2 separate regions of the Gossypium hirsutum genome follow, and region 2 is linked to region 1. Evidence: chromatin contacts called from public Hi-C data. All regions are on one chromosome and are shown on one strand. The core of a region is the stretch at or near the end of the contact, and the rest is flanking DNA. Distances in the headings are between cores, read along the strand shown.

Region 1 (5,822 bases), core at 641-3,140:
TGGCAGTACAAATTGTAATTACATGATTACATACTTTATATTTTAAATAAATATTAATTACTATAAAAATTATTAGTATAAAAAAATAATTTCTAAACAAGGAGAAAAAATTAAAACTAAATCATCGTATGTATTATGTTAGTATAACAAAGTAGATAATAATATGATTACAAATATAATAACAAGAACAATAAACATCATATTTAATTTTATCTAATTGTTCTAGTGCATACTTGCCCCGAACTCGACCTTGCTCTGAACCTTGATAAATTTGCCCCGAACTTGAAATTTAATAGGAGATTCCGCTCCAACCCGACCTGAATTTAATGGAATTTTTTTTATTTTTAATTTTTAAGCAAATAAGATTACATTTTTAATTGTTTTATTATTATTTTTTATTTTGAAGCAAATAATTTTTTTTTAGTTTAGACTTAAAACTTGATATATATTTATTGAAAGCAAAAACTTGATATATAAAAATATATATATATCAAAGATATTTTTGTAAATATTTCGAAGCGGTGCGGGGGGTGGATTTACCTCAAACTTGACCCAACTATTTTTCTAATTTCAACCCGATTTTTCAAAAAAAATCCCCTAATGAATTGGTTTGAGTCAGAACCTCTCGGATTTTGATTTTTTTTATTTTTTGACTATCCCTAACTCTTGGAAGTATATGGATCATCTCAATTCTACTTATGATTGAAGTTATAAAATATGTAATATACTAATACAATATCATTTTTTTTAATGCTATACTAAAATGATGTTAGTACGGAAAGATTTTTTTCATAATACGTAAATTAAGTCAACATAATATAAAATTTATAATACTTAACCTTTATAATTTATAAAATAAATTATCCAAAACTTTCATAATACTTTTTATAAATAATATAACTTTTTACCGTTACTTTAAAAGTTACTTTTACAAATAAGTTATAATAAAAAACTATAATTTTTTTAATAAATAGTCTATTATTTTTATAATATATAACATCCACGTATAAATAAGTTATGTCCATAATTGATCATAAATTTTTATAAATAAATATATTATAAAACATTTATAACCTGTTATAACTTTTTTTTAATAATATATATTTTTGTTATAACTTATAAAATGCATAAATTATTTTTATAATATAATTTTTTACGATTTATAATATAAGAAATTTTTTGTCATAACTATCCCAAAACACTCATACATGTTACGTTTATAATATAATTTTATAATTTGTATAGAAATAGTTTTTTTTAATTTGGGCTTGGGTGTAAATACATATGTAATTATTCAAATTCTCACCTTACTCTAAAAATTAGAAAGTATATTTGAGTGTTTCAATTACACTCAATTCGTGAGACTCGTCAATTACAATAGTTACCAAACATACCACCAATGTGTAATTATAAACAATTACATCTAAATTCAATTACTAGGTAATTTTCTAAATACCACCTTATTATTTAAAACTTTAAAATAAATTTTATAATTTAATGAATCATTTTAAATAAATATTTTAAATATATTAAAAATTTATTTATATAAATTTAATTTAATAACTCTGTTTTGTTTTTTCACTCACTCACTCACTCTTATCTTTGCATTTGAAATTAACTCATATTTTTGTTTTTTAAGCAATTTATTTTGATTATATCTAGAATTACCCTTAATCTCTCTCAACATATAAATAGAAATAGGAGATTTTAACGTAATCGAACGCATACTCATATATTAATAATACTTATATCAATTGAGTTAAAACTGAATAATCATAATAATCCATAATTTTATTTTAATATCAAATCTTAGGCTACCTCAATAATTTCACCGTCACCGTCTCGCCGTCCTTTTCCATTGAAAAAGAAGCTGACCTGGGCCTTCAAGTCTGCGATATGGGCTTCCTACCCAGTAGTATTCAGGTTATGATTGCCGTTAAGCTCTGAACTCTTAAAATTGTTGGGTTTCAAAGCTCAAAACTTCTTTTGATATTCGATTCTTCGAAAGAAAGAAAGTGAGGGCAGGTCTCCGATTTCCACTCCAGGTGAAGAACTACTCCACCATTCCTTCGATTTTATTTTTCTTCAATAATAGTACTCATCGTCGATTACCGGTTGTAACAAAGCTTGAGTTCAGAACAACATTGGATTCAATGAAGAAGTCGCCGTTGCCATTGCAAAACCTTGGCGCCAAAGACAAGCGGCGCAAATGTGGAAGAGACGCTTTGGTTAAGCTCCTGAGATGGAATTTCGGTCATCCTGATTTCAGAGGGAATCAGTTGGAAGCCATTGAGGCCATTTTATCAGGTATATTTTGAACGTAAATTTTCATCAAGATCGTTTTTTTTTTTCAAAATTTTGTTGAATTTAGCCCATTCCTTTTTATTTCAGGGAGAGATTGTTTTTGTCTAATGCCAACGGGGGGAGGAAAATCAATGTGTTATCAAATCCCTGCTTTGGCTAAAACGGGAATTGTGCTCGTCATTTCTCCGTTAATAGGTGGATGTATCTCTTCCATTTTATTTTATTTTTTTAACTTTTACTTATTGAAAGGTTTCTTAACCTTTTTTTTAACTATTCACTGGTTTTAAACCGGAAGGACATTGCACTTAACTGGTACATTTGTTCCTCCAATTTAATCCGCAGCCTTGATGGTAAGTATATCGCATGGCAGCTTCCTTCTAGTATAATAATTTTTTTCTCCCACATTTTTTAAAATTTTTTTTGGAATTTATTTACTATTTAGGAAAACCAAGTAATGGCATTGAAGGAGAAAGGAATTGCGGCTGAGTTTCTCTCTTCAACTCAAACGTCGCAGCTGAGGAATAAGGTAATCTAAGTTATGGCACTGACTGTTAAGCTTGAGCTTCGTTTGTTACTAGGAAACCATATGTCCCATCGTGGCCCTTGGGCTATTATTATTTGCCCTTAATAGCAAATTTTGGTTTTATTCGTTGTAATGGATGAGATCAGTTGAAATGAACATGTTATTGTATTCTTTTTGATGTTTCTGTTTTAATTATCAGATTCATGAAGATCTTGATCGTGGACAACCATCTATTCGCTTGCTTTATGTGACACCGGAGCTGATTGCCACTTCAGGATTTATGTCAAAGCTTAAAAAGATTCATGGTAGAGGATTGTTAAATCTCATTGCAGTAGATGAGGTGTGATTTGCATGAACTAGTATTGACCAATGACTTTAGTCTGGAAATTTGCAGCTTTTTTGACGAGAAGTTTTAAGACATTAAGTCTCTGCCTAAAATTTTGCTTCTTTTGTGAAAATTGCAGGCACATTGCATCTCATCATGGGGTCATGATTTCAGGTTTGTGATCACTCCCACCAAAAGGAAAGAAATTTGAGTATGTTCTTTTAGTTCTATGCCAAATTACTGTAAAAGACAACAATTAGTATTCAGCCTGAATTTAGGCTTTCACTTTTCATATGTAGCCTATGTCTGACGTGTTCATGTTTGAACGTAATTTTATTTGCTGAGGTGTATCCAACTCTTGTTCTTTTCATATGTAATAACCTATGCATATGTTTTTTCTGCATATACACCCATTTGAGGACTATTTTATTGCTAAAACTCTTACATGAAGGTTTCTGATCTTTTTTTTTTTTTTCTCTTTTCTTGCTGGTGTATTATTGTAGGCCTAGCTATCGGAAGCTTTCATCTTTGAGGAACCAACTACAAGATGTACCAATATTGGCTTTGACTGCCACTGCTGTTCCTAAGTGAGTGTGGTAATATACTTTTTGCTTTCATAAGGGAGAATATCATGTTCCAATAGTCTAGGAGATTTTTCTCGTGAGGTAAATTGCCAGAACCAATTTACAAAATAATTTGGTCTTTTTCTTTTTCATTTTGCAGAGTACAGAAGGATGTCATAGATTCCTTAAATTTGCAAAATCCTTTAGTCCTTAAATCATCTTTCAACCGTCCAAATATATATTATGAAGGTAAGTAGTAAGCTTGTACTGATGATGCTAGTGACAAGTACTAAGCAATAGGCATATAGTTCACATTTTTCCTTGCAAATTTTTTTTTTTTTGTTGTATATGTTGATATTTGATTTGGTTTGAGTTTTCTTGTTATTGCTCTTCACATAGAGAACCATATTTAATTATTGTGCATCTAAGATGATTACCCAAAAGTGCAGTTCGATATAAAGATCTTATGGATGATGCTTATGCTGACTTGTGTGATGTGCTCAAATCTGCTGGAGATGTCTGTGCAATTGTTTACTGCCTTGAACGAACAACTTGTGATGACTTGTCCACTTATCTTTCCAAAAATGGGATTTCCTGTGCTGGTAACTGATGCTTCTTTATTCCCAACCTTCATTGTAGACCTATATCATATGGTAGGTTTTACTTTTACATTTCTTTTTCAGCCTATCATGCAGGGTTAAATAATAAACTGCGGAGCTCTGTCTTAGATGATTGGATTTGTTCCAAGATACAGGTTGTTGTGGCCACGGTAGCTTTTGGGTATGATTAACCAAAACGTTTACTTAACATTGAACTTGCTCTGATCTTCTCCTACTGGATTATATTAAAAGTGAACTATCACATATTTTGTCTTTGATGTACTAGTCTGTTTATCTACGAAACAATGTGAATAGTATAGTTTAAATAATAATAGTGAACTTAGGTTGTAAATAAGAACACTCATGTCAAGAAACTGGCAATGGATACTCAGAGGGAGGCATTCTTAAATTTAGAATGCCTTTCTATTTCACTTCTAATTACCTGCACTGCAACTTACTTGAGATTGTAATGAAGTCCTTCATTTCTTTTTATTTTATAGTTTAAGCTATAATAATGAACTTAGGTAGTAACCAAGAAATCCTATGTCAAGAAACTGGCAATAGATATTCAGAGGAAAGCATTCTTAAAGATAGTGTACCTTTCTTTTTCACTTCTAATTACCTGCACTGCAACTTACCTGAGATTGTGATGAATTCCTTCTTTTCTTTTTGGTTTATGCTCGGGGCTGATCTCTATGCGCATGGTTATTCAAATGGTTCGTTTTCTTTCAGAATGGTAAGCTAATATATTACTAATTTTTTCATTGAACAATGAAGACATCTCTTTAAAATTTTGACTGTTGCACTATTGTGGGAACTGATGAATATCATTTGCCTCTAATATCTTGGGGTCGATATTTCTAGGGTATAGACAGAAAGGATGTTAGAATAGTTTGCCATTTTAATATCCCGAAGTCAATGGAAGCCTTCTATCAAGAGTCGGGTAGAGCTGGTCGTGACCAGTTGCCTTCTAGAAGCTTGTTGTACTATGGAGTGGATGATCGAAAAAGGATGGTTGGTCACCATTTCAAACCGTGTAATCATGATAGCTCTCGCTTTGCATGCTTTTATCTTGAATTGATCTGTTTATTGGACTACTTGGCAGGAATTTATTCTTAGCATTGCTGAGAGCAAGAAATTGCAATCATCAGATTCAGAACATGGATTGTCAAAGAAGTCCACGTCTGATTTTAATCTGGTCAGTAGAAGTCCTGTTGGTACAATGTGAACTCTCCTTGCTACTCTTTTTTCATGAAGTGCATAAAACATGCAGATGGTTGAATATTGCGAGGGTTTTGGATGCCGTAGGAAAAAGATTCTTGAGAGCTTTGGAGAAGAGGTAATGGAATTTGTGGTAAAGCATGATCTGTTTATGCAGTAGTTGGCTGCTTTTACCTGATCATCATTGATCCAAAACTACTTATGTATCCTGGCTAAAAAGGTTTCTGCATCACTGTGTAAAAAATCATGCGATGCCTGCAAACATCCAAACCTTGTGGCCAAGTATC
Region 2 (5,937 bases), core at 2,951-5,450, 170 kb after region 1:
TTTTAAAAAATATGTATACTTAAATAACACTAAGATAGGTGCAACTTAACAAGCAAATGTATCTAAAATAGTAACAAAATTAACAATAAAGTAATAGTTATACATAATCCAAATAATAATAACAAAATAGTAACAACATAATAATAAAATGGTAGAAAAATAGTGAAAGAACAAGAAAATAGCAACAAAACAATAAAAAAATCAACAAAATAGTAAAAAAAAATCCGGTCCAAGCTCGAGCCAAAAGGCCTTACCTGAGGCCCATCCCAAGCCCATAATTCGGGCCTAAAATTTTGTCTGAATCCACCCATATTTGTAAAAAGTTAACCCAAGCTCATTTTAGACTAGCTCATAATATTTTTAAATTTTTTAAAAAAATATTTATATTGTTTTATTTTAATATTTAATAATTTTATACATTTTTTATTTATTGAAATTTTTTATAGTAATCTTAATATTATTTTAATGTTTACATTAGTGTAGTATTATATATTTAGTATGTGTTTATTTTGTTAATTTGTCCTAAATTACATAACATATAAAAATAACATAATATAAAATATTATAAACTTAAAACGGGTTGGGCTAGGTCCGAATGGACTTGAGTCTTGAATATTTAAGCCCGAGCCCAACTCATATTTTAAACGGGTTTATTTTTTTACCCAAGCTCATTTTTTGAATATAATATTTTTATCCAAATTCTCTCAAATTTTGAACAAACTTTCAAGTCTAAACGGATAGCCCGACCGTAAATAGGTGTAGATACATCCGGTTGGAATGTATATATGAAAGAAACATCTACAAATAGCTCCAGCAAATACACAAGAGTGCATGTATATGTATATATACGACAACAGTTTGAGTGAGAGGAGAATTGTAAGATATAAAAATTAATATTAGCCCTTTACAAAGGATAATCAACATTGCTTTGCTAAGGGATCCCATCCCAGCCCTGTTCTTTCAGCAGATGTCAATTAGGGTTTAGGAAGTTATTGTTAAACTAAAAGGATTTTTATTGAATTTTGATTGGAAAGCAGGCGGAAAAATGTGAAGTTTTTCGGAAAAGAAAATCAATGGTGGTGGTTAGGCTGCAGATATTTCTTCTCTTGCAGAAGAAATATAAATGAAAATAATAAAGCATTACATCAGTAAATCTTTTGGTGTTCCATCAAACAGAAAAATCCCAGAATTTGTTTTAATATTAACCAGGGTTGTTCCAGAAATTTCAGATTTTGTTGTTGACAAATTTTGCAGAAAACTGATCTCGTATCAATGTCATATATAGTAATCTCTGGAGCTTTGTTGACTAGAGTAGGATACCATGTTCATGTATGCATAATCTCCTTGATGGGGACCTTTCTTGGAGATCAAAGCACCTGACCTTCCTAACCTTTCTTTCTCATTCTTTTTTTTTTTACTCAATTACAATAATAGGATAAAGTTTGAATAATAAGCTCGACTAGTATAACTCGAATTCATGGCACACATAGAACCGTAAATATTCTTAATCATCAAGTCATCACATAAAATTTCTTGTTACTTCTTTTATTTATTTGCATTAATTTTACTACAACATTTTCAAACTTTCACTAGTAATGCAACAAATTTGGCCAAAAATCAAATACAATTACAAAAATTTATATATTTTGGTGATTTGATCAATTTATTGTCTATATATATGCGGAGGGATGTTAAGTATAAAATTAAAGTAGTATAAATATTCTAACAATTCAATGATTCAACTTATTGTTTCATTTATGTAGGTAATGTATGTCAAGTTTAACATAAATTTGAAAATTTTTAACTATTCGTTTTAAGTATTAAAAAAGAAGTTTTTAACAATTATATATAAGATATTATTTTAGATTGATATGATAGAGATATTGAATTGATTAAAAATTTCAAATTGATGTAAGTGGATCATTTCGCTATATATTTATGCATGTATAAGAAGAAGAAGAAAATGGTAAAACTATAATAATTGGTGTAGTGATAAATGACTCGTTTTCTTTTATGTTGGTATCATATCTCCGGTTCAAATATAAAATTTCTTTTATCTCTTGATAAGAATATATGGTGAAATTTTATTCTAAATCTTAACACTCTTCACATGTTTAGGATTTAATTTGTTTAACATTTCAGATTTTAAAATTTATGTTCAATTATTAACACTATTAAATTTTATTTATTTTTAAATTTATTTGTGTGACATTTTCAAATAAAAAACACTTTATAATTATATAATAAAAAAATAATATTGTAATAAACTGATATTTAATAGTAGAATTTTAACGATAATAACAATTAAATTTACATTTTAAATTAAAAAAAAATAGAGGTCATTTCAATATACACCTAAAATTGAATTTCAAAGGTGATGATGATGTAATGGGACTGTTAAATTGAAACTTAGAAGGATGAATATAATCTAAAATCGTGTGTGGAAGAGGAAGGGTGATGCATGCGACGGTTGTGATTTAGATGTTGCATCATTTTTATTTTCTTCCATCAATGCCATCATCATCTTAACTTGAAAGGCATGCAACACTTTAGTTGGTTTCTTTTGATTTTCGCCTACCTTTTATTTTTTTAAAATAATTAATTTTAACATTTCTTCCTTTTTCCTTCTTTGATAAACGAATGAGATATTTTCCCTCCCACTTGTATGTCTGTTTTTGTTTTTGTTTTCTTTTGGGACTTTGCATTGGCTCCAACGTAACTCATTGGGAGCTTATGACCGTTACCATTGGAGTGCAAGTAACAAGAATTACATGCATATATATATATATATATATGCTTATTCAATGATTGGGTTATACGTAGAAGCTCAAATTTTTGTTTTTGAGCAAAAAATAATTTTTTTCTGTTAAATTAGTCATATATATATATAAAGTTTATTGGCTAAATATGTCGATTTTTTTTTTTTAAAAGTGAGAAATTGCATCTAGTTAAGAAATTGAACTTGAGTATAAAGAATGAAATTATTATTATTTAACCGTTTAACCAAATAAGTTAATATGTTAAAAACATTAATTAAAAATATAAAAAACTTTTAAAAAAAAGAAAAAAAATATAAATGTAGGTGGGAGAAGAATCAAACTTGAAACTTAATGAATAACATTTAATCATTTCACCAAAGAATTTGATTATATTAAAAAAGTTAAAAAAATGTAACTTAAAGGTAAAACACGTCCAGTTGGAGCGTTTTTTTACTTTCTCTCAAAAAACAGTCTATTTCCCTAAATTTTCAAAATATCAACTTATTTAGTTAAAGAAATTTTTTTTTGACATATATGACTTATTTAGCTTCTGTTTTCAAACTTGACTCCACATTTAAGACTTGAGTTTTATTTATTTTTTAAAAATTATGTCATATTATTTTATTTTATATATATAATATATTTTATATCACATAAAAAATAAAAATTTATAAAAATATATAATACTATGATATAAACAATATACTAATTTGTTTATATGTAAAGTTTTAAATATATATATATTAAAATGTGAAATATTAAATTAAAATTATTTTTTTTTGTAAATTTTGTTTTTTTCTTTCCCTAAATATAAATAGACCTATATGTTAATATGAGCCTCAATCCGACCACATCCATACATAGAAAGGAAATATGCTGATAGACTCGGATAAATAATCTATCATTTAAGCAAAGGGAAAAGAAAGGAAGCATCCCTTCCCCTTTAATTCCCGGCTCTTTTCAAGTATATAATATTAATCGGCAAAAGAAAAGAAATACGACAATGGTTACAATATTAATGGTGACTTAAAAAGTGATTATTAGGTTAGTGGGAAAAAAAGTAATAATTGGGGATATTAGGAAAATCATAGTCATCCAACCAAAAGCAAAAACAAAGAGAAGAAAAAGGGGAAGCTAGGAATCATGTTTAAAATGGTGGAAAAATTGCTAAATGTGGAGAGAGATGGGGTTATTTGAAGTTTGAAGGGATCCATGTCTTTTTTATTTGAGATAAGGGATCCATGTCTTAATAAAGAGTTGGCAAAACATCAAAAGCAAAGTAAAACCAATTGATATTTTTAAAAAAATGAGTGCTAATCATCCAAATTTTAAAGATGAAAATGGAGAGTGATTATGAGTTTTTACAATGAACATTTTAGACCATGAATATTTGAAGTCCACTTCATTTATGAGTTTTTGACAATGATCACTATTACAATTTAATAACTTTAATTTTATTTATGCATTTAAAACCCTTTTTTTCGTGTATTAAATAAAGATATTAAACTGCTTCACAGAGAGAGAGAGAATATCGTCTCTTTCATCCACAAGTCAGAAATTTTCATGTTCTCAAAAGAGAAAAACTGGAAGCGAGGGTCTAACAAAGAAATTAAGCTTTAAATGCGAGTTGGTTCATTTCCTTTCTCTTCTTATCTCTTAAGCACTAAGCCAGGGATTTAAATTGCGGTCGCGGTCGTGTTTTCGGTCGCATTGCGTTTATCGCGGTTGCGGACATAACGAATGCTATTGCGGTCATTGTAGGTATCGCGGTCGTAAATTTTACATTACTTATTGTGTATTGCAGATATAGTGGGTTTCGGCAGTAGCGGTTTCGGATGGTGCCGTTACCGCTATATAACGGCCGCTATTTCGATAACGGACCGCTATTTAAATCCCTGCACTAAGCATACATACCCTTTCTCTCTTCTTTTTCTTTAATTCCCTTATATATATATAAGCTTTCTTCGTTCTTAAATCCTGTACTTGTAGATCACCCATAACCGGTCTCATTTTCCAACAATCACCCAAATCCAAGGGAAGTGAAAAAAAAAAAGAGAGAAAAAGAATGGAATTTCATGAATACCAAATTCGTTTTTCGAGGCCTCCACCTTCCTTCTTTGGGGATTTCCTTGAAAAGCTTAAAGATTTTTGCAATTTCGCCTTTTCCGCCATTATTGGCAACATTTTCTCTGCGATCTTAACCTTCTTCTTTGCATTAGGTTCGTTTCTTTCTCTCGTCTCGAAGCGTTTCAATTTCTCGTTGTAGATCTAATTTATATGTAAATATTGTTTCATTCAAGCCATTTGATTATTGATCTATTCATGGCCTTTGATGTCGGTTTTGCAATAAATTGATATATATATATTACTTTGATGTTATTATTTCATGTTGCTGTTTTGTTGGATTGCGATACTATGAGAATATCTTGCGTGCAGACAAAGCAGTTTGGATTAATTTGTCTTACATTTATTTCTAAAATACACCTAGAATTAATGACTTTTTGTTTGGTTTCTTAGAATTAATGCTTGATACTAAGCTTAACCATCATGTACTCAAGTATTGGGAATGAGATTGACATTGTTTGTGTGCAGTGGGCACCCTGTTAGGTGCCATGACGGGGGCTTTGATAGGACAAGAGACCGAGAGTGGGTTCGTTCGAGGCGCCGCAGTTGGGCTATATCTGGAGCTGTTTTTTCAATCGAAGTTTTCGAATCTTCTCTTGTTCTTTGGCAATCAGATGAATCCGGGATCGGATGCTTGTTGTATTTGGTGAGCACTTTTGTTTATTCACCTGATTTTACAGTTTTGTTTTGGTTTGATTTGTGCTTTCTATGTCAATGAAAAGAGGGATATAAAACACAACTCTTGGACTTGGTTTATCTAAATTGATGAGTTTGTGATAAAATAATTTTGCAGATTGATGTCATTGCAAGCCTTCTAAGTGGGAGGCTTGTCCGAGAACGAATTGGTCCGGCGATGCTGAGTGCAGTCCAAAGTCAGGTAATATGCTGAGGAGTTTGGTTTGTGTGCCACAACTTGATGGTTCCATCAATCAGCCATTTGCTAATGATTTCAGTTTCTGTTATCAGATGGGAGCTTCTGAAACACCTTTTGAGGAGGTTCAGAACATCTTCGACACTGGTGGTGTTAAAGGATTGGCTGGAGATTTGGTTGAAA

The links. Hi-C and Micro-C count contacts between places; a contact is called where the count stands out from the background.
Region 2: a Hi-C map of leaf shows a contact between it and region 1, with 2.4 times the contacts expected there. The contact joins the promoter of LOC107895614 here to the promoter of LOC107895547 in region 1. A contact is called at or near these places in 8 of 34 Hi-C or Micro-C datasets (callus, hypocotyl, leaf and 1 more).

Annotation. Positions count from the first base shown.
Region 1 is chrA11:23,949,078-23,954,899 of Gossypium_hirsutum_v2.1, forward strand. It overlaps LOC107895547 (ATP-dependent DNA helicase Q-like 3), which reads left to right and starts at 1,891. Exons shown (of 20, transcript XM_016820812.2): 1 at 1,891-2,045; 2 at 2,127-2,307; 3 at 2,392-2,499; 4 at 2,647-2,654; 5 at 2,747-2,830; 6 at 3,027-3,167; 7 at 3,292-3,326; 8 at 3,656-3,739; 9 at 3,876-3,964; 10 at 4,165-4,317; 11 at 4,399-4,495; 12 at 5,047-5,050; 13 at 5,179-5,328; 14 at 5,420-5,512; 2 more. The coding sequence starts at 2,154.
Region 2 is chrA11:24,119,841-24,125,777 of Gossypium_hirsutum_v2.1, forward strand. It overlaps LOC107895614 (NEP1-interacting protein 1), which reads left to right and starts at 4,201. Exons shown (of 6, transcript XM_041081411.1): 1 at 4,201-4,978; 2 at 5,352-5,432; 3 at 5,435-5,529; 4 at 5,677-5,760; 5 at 5,850-5,937. The coding sequence starts at 4,825.